Regions from separate parts of the Mus musculus genome. Here region 1 is linked to region 2. Evidence: chromatin contacts called from public HiChIP or PLAC-seq data. All regions are on one chromosome and are shown on one strand. The core of a region is the stretch at or near the end of the contact, and the rest is flanking DNA. Distances in the headings are between cores, read along the strand shown. Region 1 overlaps Ccdc12 (coiled-coil domain containing 12). Region 2 holds the start of Kif9 (kinesin family member 9).

The links. HiChIP or PLAC-seq counts read pairs in DNA pulled down with a chosen protein or histone mark.
Region 1: a contact with region 2 is called in an HNF4G HiChIP or PLAC-seq map of pancreatic cancer cells. The contact joins the enhancer-like site here to the promoter of Kif9 in region 2. A contact is called at or near these places in 1 of 39 promoter capture datasets (cranial neural crest), 4 of 115 datasets of contacts at active chromatin or transcription factors (effector CD8 T cells, extraembryonic endoderm stem cells, pancreatic cancer cells and 1 more) and 3 of 9 other capture datasets (adipose tissue, liver and pancreatic islet).

The regions. Positions count from the first base shown.
Region 1 is chr9:110,681,994-110,687,972 of GRCm38.p6, forward strand. All of the region lies in intron 1 of Ccdc12 (coiled-coil domain containing 12), which reads left to right. Among named protein-coding and RNA genes, the nearest start is that of Gm35715, 9.8 kb to the left of the region's middle. Within about 2 kb of position 2,613, at least 231 of the 459 cell types and tissues checked have an H3K27ac peak or open chromatin away from gene starts, as enhancers often do. A contact at or near this core is called in adipose tissue, extraembryonic endoderm stem cells, pancreatic cancer cells and 1 more, where this site is marked.
Region 2 is chr9:110,475,302-110,481,410 of GRCm38.p6, forward strand. Kif9 (kinesin family member 9) reads left to right here and starts at 1,693. Exons shown (of 21, transcript NM_001163569.1): 1 at 1,693-1,813. Klhl18 (kelch-like 18) reads right to left here and starts at 1,393. Exons shown (of 10, transcript NM_177771.5): 1 at 1,165-1,393. The coding sequence starts at 1,293.

The DNA.
Region 1 (5,979 bases), core at 1,363-3,862, 210 kb after region 2:
AACCTTGGCTCTGTAGTTAGTGTGGGACTCAGCTGTGCCCTCACATTCTGTTTCACTGAGCAGCTGGCCCTCTAGATGATGCCCAGCATCACAGTTCCAATTATCCCTTGCGACGAGCGCTGAGCGCTGTTCGCTGTTCTGAATACCTCTGCCTGAATTGTTCTGGTTGCTTCGACTTTCTGAACTGGAGTTTCTGGCCCAGAAATGGTTGTGTTTGGGGCTTTTGACAGTTGGCTTATATGACTCTAGAATGGTATCAGAAGCCCTTTCAACCCCGTGGTGTGTCGTAAAAGTGCTTTAGAGTCTAACAGAGAGGCCAGACATGCTTGGCATCTGTGAGTTCAAGGCCATTTGTAGTCTGTATCTAGAGCTCCAGGTCAGTCAGGGAGAGAGAGAGACAGACAGACTGACTGAGACTAGCTGTGTGCCATGTCAGGGCAAGAATTGGACCAGAGCAAGGAGCAGGCATTCAGAGAGGAGCAGCTTGAAGGCCACCCTTCCCCCTCCCCCACTGGGGTTCTGTCAGCCCCAGGCCGTGTGACTCTGGATGAGTTACTTAATTACGCTGTGCCTCTGATTTGCTCATCTACGAAAACAGGAAGGAATGCTGACCTTATAAAATGTTTGCAGTGGTTAATTGGATAAACTTGATCTTGTTCAGTAATATCAGTATTACTCAATTTAAGTAAGTTGCTTATATAATGTTATCACTCACAAGTGGGAAAAGCAGGACAGAAGTGAATGTTTGCGTCCAACTCCCGAAAGAGCTCACCTAGTCATTGGGACCCTAGTGTGATTGATGCTCTTTTGTTTTATTGACCCTACTTACATTTTATCTCTCCTGTTCTCTCCAAAAGTAGGCAAGATTGAGCTGGGATGTGGCTCAGTTGGTAGAGTCTGTTGTGCTTCCAGTAATTCAACTGGCTGTCAGCTCTCTTGAGTTTTTTTTGTTTGTTTTGGTTTTTTTTTTTTTTTTTTTTTTTTTTTTTTTTTTTTTTTTTTTTTTGGTTTTTTTCAAGACAAGGTTTCTCTGTATAGCCCTGGCTGTCCTGGAACTCACTTTGTAGACCAGGCTGGCCTCGAATTCAGAAATCCACCTGCCTCTGCCTCCCAAGTGCTGGGATTAAAGGCATGTGCCACCATGCCCGGCCGCTCTCTTGAGTTTTATTGAACCAAGGTGCTGGGTGGGTGGTGGTGACTCCCTAGGAAAAATAGCACAAGAGTCAGGTATGAGCCTGGCCCATCACTGTTGGGCAGCAGGATTTGAACCTTGGCCAGGATTCCAGTAAGCATTCCCATAGTAGGCATCATGGAGCAGAAGGTGTGCATGGGACAGTGGACCTGGTCCCCTTACTTAAGCCTCAAGTGTCCCTGCTGAAGTACCGCCAGGGCCACCTGTCCCAAAAAGGGTCCTGCAGTTTGCTTGCAACCCCAACATGGGTGCGGATTGGTATAAGGTTTTCCTTGTCCTCACCTCAGTCCAAGCCTGAGGTGTAGGCTTCCTGTATGCCTCAGGGCTTCCTGTAAGGAGAAGCCCGTCAGGAGTTTGGGAGTTCAGAGCCTCAGTTCTGGGCTGCCCAGGTGAAATGGTCTAGTCTGGCTCCCTGGAAAGGGAAAGGGGGCTGTGGTTTGTGCTGTGCCCTCTGCCTAACCTTCCAGTTGGTTATTTCCTGCTGCTGCTGGGGAGGGTGAAGTCCTGGGCACTGGAAAGGACGTGTGCTCACCCATCTGTACCAGTTGTTCCCTGTTCTGCCCTCCCTCTGCCCCCTGCCCCTCCCATTCATTCTTTAACAGGCAGGACAAGGGAGGTGTACTTTAGAGACTCTCCCCAGCCACCTAGAGAGCCACTGCCTCTTGTCATGCTGTCAATACCATCCCTTCCTTGTTCTGGGTCTGTGTGCCATTGCCCCCTTCCAACCTTGCCCTCTAAGAATCCAAAAGCATTCTGGGCTTTTCTCCAGAAAGCTGTACCCTCTCAAACCTGGTATGTGTGTGTGTGTGTGGGGGGGGGGGGGGCGTTGCCCCTCGAGTCTGACCAGGTACCTGGGGTAAGGATCCCCGTCACACTTGAATTCTCAGTGTGTGCTAATGCTTTTTCTCCTTAGCTCCCAGCTTGCAATGCATGCAATTCCTAGCATCAGGGATCTGGCCAATGTCTGTGGACTTATAAAGGAAATATGTGGGAGGGAGGAGTTACCTGCTGCCTCCCTTGCACTTGTGGCAGGATGCCCAGTTGTACTTCTGGAAAGAACAAGAGCTGACTTGGCCTGAGGCCAGTGCCCTATGTTCCTCTACCACACATAGGATATCAGTGATCCCAGGCTCAAAGCCATGGGATGCGGCAGAAGCTGCATCAGCCTGGCATGCTGCTGCCCGGTCTCAGTGGACAGTGGGGCTAGTCCTGCCTTTCTTCTGCAACCAGGAGCCCTCTTTCCTATCGCTGAGGGTATTTTGGCCAGCATGGACCCCTCACAGCCTCTGTACACATCTCAAGCCTCAGCTCTAGTCTGCAAGAAAGCTGCCACACCCTTTCTCTTTGTCCCCATAGCACTGCCACCTCCTTTGTCCAAGGCACCTTCTTTTCCCCGGTGAGTCACTACCAGAGTCTCAGCCTCGCTGCCTCCTCCCAGTCTCTCTGCAGCCTGTCCTGCCTGACTTCAGACCTAATTCCAGCTCCTATTCTGGGCCTTATCTCCGGCTTCCTTGCTGCTTTGCCAGCTGCCAGCCAGGCACTTTGTTTTTTTCTTTCTCTTTCTCTGTCCACAGGCCTCTATAGACTAGCTGTACCCACAGGAGAGCTGTGGCTCCTGCTGTGACCTACTTCTGGCCTGGTGGTCCCCAGCCTGCCATGTCACACTTTGTGAGCTCTGAGTGAGGACCAGAAGACCCATGCCTATGGCTGGTACCCACATGGAGGCCAGAAGGTGTCTGATCCCCTAGACGTGTAGTTTTAAGTGGTTTTGAGCTACCCTGTGGGTGCAGGGAATTGAACTGACGTCCTCTTGAAGAACAGCCAGCGCTCTTCTCTGCTGAGCCACCTCCCCATCCCTTCGAAGGCATCGTCTAACATGCCCTAACATTGTCTCATGCCCTTGATGAAGCAGGCATTAGGACATACAGTGTTCTTCTGTTCAGAGGTTTGCTGAGAGCATCACAGAAGACCCATGGGAATGAAAGCCCCCTGTGACCTCTGTAGGTGCCAGCTGTTAGGACTGCAGCCCTGTGCCCAATCTACAGTCCTCTCCTCCTTGCTCTTCTGGGAGCTACCTGCCCACCCAAGCTGCAGGTTTTCCCTTCCGCCCCCATCATTTCCGTCTTGTAATACTTTGATGATGTCACCATGATTGTCCTTGTTCTCAGAGATGAGGAAACCACAGCCAGACTTGCCCAGGGCCACACAGTCAGCGCAGCCTGGTTTCCCACTGGGTTGTCAGCTGGAGCGCACACTCTATGCGGAGCAGGTGTCGGGCCTGAGGGTATAGACTAGCAAGACAGGTGTCTTCCCAAGAACGCACAGGCTGTTGCTATTGTCAGAGTGGACCCTCAGACAGGGTCCTCGAAGCAGCTAGGATTTGCATTTGGAGACCCAGAGAGGGAAGCACAACAGACAGTCCAGTGCCTAGAGAAGTCAGCGTCTGTTGTGATCACCGTCTTGTCTCCCCCAGCCTCTGGGCAGTAAAGAGCCCGCAGTTTCTGGTCCCAAGCACAGTGTTGTTCCATCCAGAGCTTATCATTCCATCTTCAGGGTGAGTCAGACACCAGTGGCTGCCCTTCCCTACTAAATGCCCTTGTAACCCAGCTCCCAGGGGCCACCGCACCCAACAGGAAGTTCCTCCACCCCAGCATGAGGTGGCCCTGGCTCTAAGGACAGGCAGCAGGGTCCTGTTGTGAGACCTACCAGGCTTGCCCCAGCATTGCCAGCTTCTTCCTGCCCCTGCCTTGGGCACTGCATGGCCATCTGTCACTCTTTTTCTTTCCTGTGACATTGACTTTGCGTTAGAACCACTGTCCTCTTAGGGAACTACATGGTGCGGGGTGGGGTGGAGTGGGGGTTGGGGAGTTTAAGGGTCGTTTGCATGGGAAGGGAAGGATTTTGAAGCCTTGTTTTTTAATGTCTTTCAGAATTTACTTTTTTTGGGGTGGGGTGGGGGCTTGGTATGTGCATGCTACTACGTGTATGTGGAGGCCGGAGGGCACCTTGCAGGGACTTGTTCCTTCCTTCCACCAAACATTAAACTCAGGACACCAGGCTTGCCCATAAGCACCTTTACCCACTAAGCCATTTTCCTGGCTCAAGACCTTGTTTTTCTTGATTGATACACAGAGGGCCCACTCCTATGGAAATGTGGGCTGGCTGTCTGTGCATTGAGAAGTGATCCATACTGTCAGCTCTTGCTGGGTCTCCAGCTTCCTCGGGATAGTTTAAGGGTGACAAGACTTCCCATCAGCAGCTGGCATGCCTCTCTCCTAACCATCCCTTAACTCCCTCCTGGAAGTAAAAGCCCCAGGCTTCAAAAAGCTGAGTTCGTGGGACATCTCAGGATGAGAGACGACCTTATTCCCTGACCACTCAATTTAGATCCTTCATCTTTGGGGCACTTGGCCCTGGGCACACTTCCTTTAACCTTAATCACCCTTCAAACCCATACCCACAAGTAGCAGCAGGTTGGGGCAAGTCCAGGCTGGGAGCAGAGATCTCACCTGACTCTGGTGTCCTCTTCCCACAGAGCTGTCAGTGTAGGCAGCACTAGAGGAAGACCTGTCACCCCTTCCTGACCTTCTTAGGCTCCAGCAGGGCCAGCCGTGTGAGTCTGCCCTATAGGTCATGCTGCATTTAGCCAAGCAGTCACTGCTTCCAGGAATGCTCTCTTTAACCATTTGGTATTCTGCCCATGCGACATCTCGAATTGAGTTGAGGGGCTGCCTCCCTCTCTGATTGCCAGTTTCCCAGATGTGCAAAACCCAGCAAAGCCTCCTCACCAGCTATGTTCCTTTGAGTGCACTGGGGATCCTCGAAGTGTAGCCTTTTTTTCCTTCATCCGTGAGTTCAAGACAGACAGAGCAAACCCAAGGAGCTGGGGGTGCAGAGATTGGCTCTGTCTTAGTAACCTGGGAAAAGGGTCAGCAAGAGAAAGTGCAGTGGTTTTCCCTCTCCTTTCCTCTCTTCTGTGTGTCTGGTTGAGGATTGAAGCCCAGGTGGTGGCTCTGCATTCAGACAGCCATGTGGACAGGGTACCAGTGCTCAGGCTAGTGAAGGCGCCTTCCAGGAGGGGCGCTGAGGAGCCGTGCTGCTGTTAAAGTCAATGCCAAGGATGAGGAGCTCAGGTAGAGACATCCCCAGAGCTCAGTAGAGCTCTAGATAACAAGGAGAAGGAAGCCATCAGAGCAAGGTGGCAGAAGCCTCTGATCCCAGCGCCCGCAATTACACTTGAGCTACAGCATTCCTGACCCTGCTGTCCCCCTCCCCACCCCACACCCCGGAGACAGGCAGGGATGGGTAAGATATAGTTACTGACATCTGTTACATCACCACACGTCTCAGAGGTGCTAAAGGGGTGGGGGTTATTATAGGCTATTTTATGCCAGCAAATTAAGTAATTTAGATAAAATGTATGGTGGGTTTTGTTTTTTGACTCATGGAGAAATAAGCAGTAGGGAGAGGGATCATTCAGTAAATTGCTTGCTACTCAAGCACAGAGACCTTAGTTCAATCCACAGCACCCATGTAAAAAGCCAGACGTGGGCCAGCAAACTGCTCCGTGGGGAAAAGTCAGTTGTGCCACCAGCCTGATTATTTACTTGAATTCGATCCCTGGGACTCAGATGGTTAAAGGAAAGAAGAAAGTCCCAAAAGTTTTCTTCTGCATATATGTGCACCCAGTAAATAAATAAATATAATTAGTACTGATAAATAAAGCTAAAAAGCCAGGCATGCTCTTGTGTGCCTATAATCTCAGTGCTGAGGAAGCAAAGACAGTT
Region 2 (6,109 bases), core at 443-2,942:
AGAGATTAAGTAATGTGCCCATGGTTACAGCTAGTGTGTTCTTTCTCCAAAGCCACCCTCAGTTTGTTTTGCTTTTTAAAGTGCCAAACCATTAACCATTCAACTTTTTTTTTTTTTTTTTTTTTTTTTGAGACAGGGTTTCTCATAGACCTGGCTGTCCTAGAACTCACTCTGTAGACCAGGCTGGTCATGAGGTCTGCTTGCCTCTGCCTCCCAAGTGCTGGGATTAAAAGAGTGCTCCACCACTGCCCAGGAGCCACCCTATTCATTCCTACCAGTCTGACTCGAATACATGGAGAAGCAATGCTTCCTTAACTCAGTAGAAGATAAAGTCTAAGAGGTGTCTGTGTCTTTCTGTTGTTTTGAAACAGGAAGAGGGAGTGTCACACCGAGACAGTAAGAGCCTTCCAGGCAAGGTCCAACAGGAAAAACCACAGGCAGGCAGTATCCCCACCTGGAGGGATCTACCTGGCTCAGCAGGGCACCAAGGTGCAGCCCTGCACGACTCAAAGCACAGGGGGCACTGGCCCTTGACACCAGACCAGAATGCTGGATGGGAACAGGTGGCAAAAATATCCCTCTCCCCAAACAGTCCTTTAGCCTGGCCTCCAGGACCTTTTAAGGTGGTGACAGTAGATTGTTTTCCAGCATGGAAGAGAGTAGCCCACATCAAAAGATTTCCAGATCCGATTCTAAAAGCGCCAAGGGCAAGCAATGACTCCTGAAGAGAAGGCTTAGCATTTACAACAGCACAGCCAACTTCAAGGAGCCCAAAGAAATGACTTTAGGACAAGATAGGATGTCTTAGTGGTACCCATCGGAATGTGGAGTCAGCCACCGCCCCTTCCTCCATGGTCTGCCTGTAAGAACATTTTCTCTTTTCTGTATGACAGAAAAGGAGGCGGATACCCCAATGTCTCCTGCTCTTAGGGCGTCAGAGGCACACCTCTCAATCTTTCCTTCCAATGGCTGAACGGCTGTCCCCTTTACTCTCCCAACTTGGCCTCATTTCCCCCTCTGCGCTTGGCACCGCTCTCTACTACTCTGTTCCCCTCTAACCTTTCTCCACCCACAGTCGGCTGGACCACTCTTCCCCTGTCCACCACCCTTTTCTTCCCGCTCAGTCCCTTTCCCCTCAGCCAGCCACCGCCCAGACCATGGTACCTTTAGCGTCACGTCGCATAGCTTGCCCTGCCGCCGGATCTCCTCCATGACGCCGTAGCCGCGACTAGGCAACTCCGACACGGAGAAATGCACCAAGTCCTCCAGCTCCTCCGCGCCGTCCTCCACCATCTTCCCCGGCCGCCGCAACTGCGCAGGCCTGGCCAGCAGGCTTCACACTAACCAGGGCGGGGCAAGGGCTCACGCTGAAGGCTGCCCAGAACGCGAAGCCGGAATCTCACTGGCCTGCGCGGCCACCGTACCCACAAAGTCCTCGACACCGGAAGTCTCGCTGCCCCGCTTCCTGGTTTATACATAGCCTTTTTCCCCCCGTAACTCAAACTCAGGCTTCGCATATACAGCTACTCTAAGCCTTCCAGGTTAATTGACTCCATCTCTGTCTTCTTTGTTCAGCTCTGACTTTCCCTGTATCTTTAACGGAGAAATGTGGGCTTAAATTCCGCCACCACCCTACACTACTTCCGTAATCCCTGCAGGCTTCCTGTTGCCATGGCGACTGTGTACACAGCCAGTCGGCTAGCTGTCCTGGTTGCGAACAGAGCTCCCTCAAGTTGCTGCAGTTCTAGCGGTCGCTCTACCCGAGCGCCACTGCCCCGCGAGGTGAGCAGTGGTCACGAGCCGGTGGCGTTAGGTAAAAGGGAAACCTGGTGGGGATATCCTCCCAGCTGCTGTCAGTGGCTGGGTTCCTAACTCCTTTGGTTCTTTTATTTGTGAAAAAAAAAAAAAAATCGGAGACACCCCTGGAGATGCTCCTTTCAACCTGGTCGCAGCTTAGGGGAGCTAGGAGTTTCTGATGTTCCTTAGTCCCACGAGTCTCCACTGAGGTCCCACGACTTGCCTTAGACGGAGAGGGCGTGAGTTTGAGTGTCAGAGATCATTAAGACACGGTGTCATCACTTAGAGCCTTCTAACTACCGAAGAGGAAAACCCTCTAGAGGGGCACAGGAATGGGACCAAGGCAATCTGTCACACACATTTTAGAAAAGCATTCCACACACTGGGTGAGAAATAGGAGAGTGGCCAGTTTTGCCTGGGTGCAAACTTTGGGTTCATCTCATGCTGAGATGCAGTAGGACCCAGTGTTGTGGGTTTAAAGGGTGTTTGTTTCTTAGTCTTTATCCCTGATCGAGGTAAGAGCATGGTAGGTATGAACGCCTAGTGCCTATGAGTAATCCCATTGACTTCTTGTCAAGCCTTCGTGGGTGTTAATGTATATCCTGCTCATTCCCAAGCCCAAAACAAATGGAGAAACACTGACTCTCTCAGCACAGAGGTCTCCTGGTGGCTCGTCAGAGTCACTTTATTATGTGAAGTATGTAAGGACTGTGTTCAGATTTCTGGGAGTATTCCATCCTGAGGGGGAAAAAACACTACCTAATGGGAGGGTATCTTGAGACTGAGCATGGCTTCTTGTACTGGGAAATGAAGTATCCTCCCCAGAACGCTGCAAGTTCAGGGATTAGAGTAGTGTGGGAGGGGAGTGACATATCACATACCTTGGCACTCTCTCAGTAGTGGCTGAAGATGGTGGACCCACCTATGGAGATTCAGTCACCCTCTGACTTCCAGCCATGAGTATCACCATCAACTACCATTTCTTGAGCACCTGGTGTGTGCTGGGCGCTGTTCTGGACCTTGTGGGGGGCATCACAAGAGGTAAACGGCACGACCCTTATCCTCAAGCAGCTTGTAATTTGACTTGGGAGCTGAAGCCCACATAAATGAAGCGGCATAAGAACGGTAGCAAGCAGTACCTCAGTAAGTGCGAAATGGCATGTGCTTCCTTCCGCGGCACTGTTGGCTAGTGGGCTCCCGAGAGGAGTATAGACCCTCGGAAAGGCTTGTTGCCAACTGCGCATGACTCCAGGGATGCTCGGCGGCATGAGCATCCGGAGGACCCTGGAAAGGTCGGATGGGGGGGCTGCATGTGCACGCGCGCGTTGGAAGTTGTAGGGCAGAAACGGGGGGGAAAGCTCTGGAGCAGCCTTTGAGCTGGCCTGTGAACCCGCTTCCAGAACTCTCTGGATTCTTTGTAATTCCTTCTAGATGTTATACTCAACGGCACTGGAACCTTCCTGGGCAGGAAGATAAGACTCTTGGGGCTTGTGTTCAGAAAGGTTTCCCAGAGCTGTAGAAACTGAGTATTGAGTAAAAGAAGCACAGCTCCCATCTGGAGATACTAACCCCAATACTTGGGAAGCTAAGACAAGAGAATTGTGAGTTCAAAGCCAACCTGGGCTACACAGTGACACCCTTTCGCAAGGAAGACTTTATTTTTTTTTAATCGTGAACAACAAACCACTTCTCTCTGTTCTCAGTTCTCAGTAACAGAAAGTAAACTCGGAAGTGAAACCTTCAGTCTCCTTAATGTGGGGTCCAAGTTAGAGGCCGTGTGATTTTTTTCTAGAGCTCAAATTTGCAGACACACACACACACACACACACACACACACACACACACACACAAAATGTTCAGCCAAACTATGTTCTTTTCTTACTCCAATATTTTTCAGATTAATTTTCTAAAAACAAAAACAAAAACAAAAAAATTGGAAAGATCCAGCAGAGTGCTAGGGAAGACTCATGAAACAGTGACATGTGTGGACACAGAGGGTAACTTGGAGGAACTGGGTCTCTTCTTTGACCATGTAGGTTCTGAGGATCAAACTCAGGCCATCAAGCTTTGTGGCAGGTGCCTTTACCAGTGACATCTTGTGGGCCCTCAAAAGCCTTGTTTGTTTGACACAGGGTCTCAGTATGTAGCCTTGGCTGGCCTGAAGCTGGATTCGTAGACCAAACTCATAGACCCACCTGCCTGTGCTTTCAGAGTGCTAAGATTAGATGCATGTGCCACCACACTCGGCCGCTTAAATGACTTTAATACATACTAGCAGTAGTTCTGTGTCACGTGAGAGCGTTTTTCCGTAAAGGTATTTAAAAAATTACTAAACATCCCTTCAGAATGTTAGAAGAGTGAATCAACTCCTTTGTCTGGCATTTCACTTTTGCGGCTATATGCTTGCTATTCCACCCCACTCCCCCCCCCATCCCCCCAACCCTGTGTCCCCGTCTGCTCACCTGTCTACCTGCCCTCCTACTCCTTCCCTGTCTCCTCCTCCTTTAAAACTACAGGTTGCTTTAGGGGCAGGGGCTTCATTCCTTTTTAAACTGGCCCAACCCTGATGGGACAATTTAAAGGGAAATGTACAGTGAAGCCTATGTCATGCTCTGTGGACCTTCTCTGTACTTAAACTTTGTACATTGTGCAATAGTAGTTCCAAAAAGCCAAGTGGTGGTGGCGCACACCTTTAGTCCCAACACTCGGGAGGCAGAGGCAGTCAGATCTCAGAGTTCTAGGCCAGCCCAAACTACAGAGTGAATTCCAGAACAGCCATGGCTACACAGAGAAACCCTGTCTTTGAAGAAAAAGAAAAAAAAATAGTAGTTCCAAATGGGTTTGTCTTCTTTGAGCCAGGGCCTTGTTTATCCCAGACTGGCCTTGACCTCCATATGTAGCTGAGAATGATCTTGAACTTCTTCTGACCTTAATGCCTCTACCACCCGAGTCCAGAGATGTTAGGTAAGCATAGCACTGCCACCGGCACCTGGCTCTCAGGAAGGGCCCATCTTAGGGCTCTAAGGTGTCTCACTGGGTAAAGTCCGTGCCGATTCAAGCGTGAAGAGCTGAGTTTGGATCCCTAGCTCCCACATAAAGGCTTCGAGAACAGAGACAGATGCATCTCTGTGGGCTTTCTGGCCTGCAAGTATAGCCAAAAATGGTGAGCTCCAAGTTCACTGACAAACCTTGCTTCAAAACATAAGGTGGAGATCAATGGGGTAGACATCCCATTTCTACTGCTAGCCTCTACATGCACTTACAAGTGAGTGTACACACACACACTGTTTCATCTTAAAACTCTACTATGCTAATTTGCCTAATAAGAATGACATTTTTAGTATAGTATATATTTGTGTATATATGCAAATATGAATTTTTTTTAAGACAGAGTTTCTCTGTGTAGCCCTGGCTGTCCTGGGACTCACTCTATAGACCAGTCTGGCCTCAAACTCACAGAGATCCTCCTGCCTTTGTCTCCAAAGTGACAAAATGACTGGGATTAAAGTCATGCACCTCTTCATGTCAGCCACCCATTTAGTATATTTTCATCAGCTTTTCTTGATTTTTTTTTCATGTGTAATTTAGCTAGACTTAACAAAATTAATGATTTTTACAAGTAGATTTTTACTTCTCTTTCCTTGGAGCTCTTGGGATCTTGTGTCCTTGATCATCACTGTACGTCATGAGACACTTGAAAAAGCGATCAAGTTTTCAGTCCCCCTTAACGTCATAAAATTCAATAGGGCTCCACAGTCTACGTCTGTAATACAGTCCTTGAGAAGGAGACAGGAGCACAGGAGGTAAAGGACAGCCTTGGACCTGTGAGATGACTCATTTGCCTTGTTAACCTGGCGACCTGAGTTTCCTCCCTGGAGCTCATGTAAAAATGGAGAGAATGAACAGTGGAGCCCATGTAAAAGTGGAAAGAAAGAACTCTGACCCCACAATCTGTTTTCTGATTCCCACAAAAGTTTAACTAATGTTTAAAATTAATTCTTACAAAAGGCCAGCATGAGATAGATATACAAGCCCTGGTCTTAAAAGAAAACAAAATTAGTTGGATTATCAATTCTACTTAATCAGTTCTTTGCTCCTCCACTATCTGGACTCAGTGCAGCAGCCCCTTTGGCAACATCTCTCTTAACTAGCAGTTGACTTGGCTTGATCCTTAGTGTCTGTGACCTCAAAGTATTTTCTGTTATGAGATGACTCTTCATATTAGAAAGTCTTTTAACTAAGCTGGCCCCCCTATCGCTTCTATTCTCTTGTTTTACAAAGTGTCCATCCCACAAAGCTCCACCAGCATTTG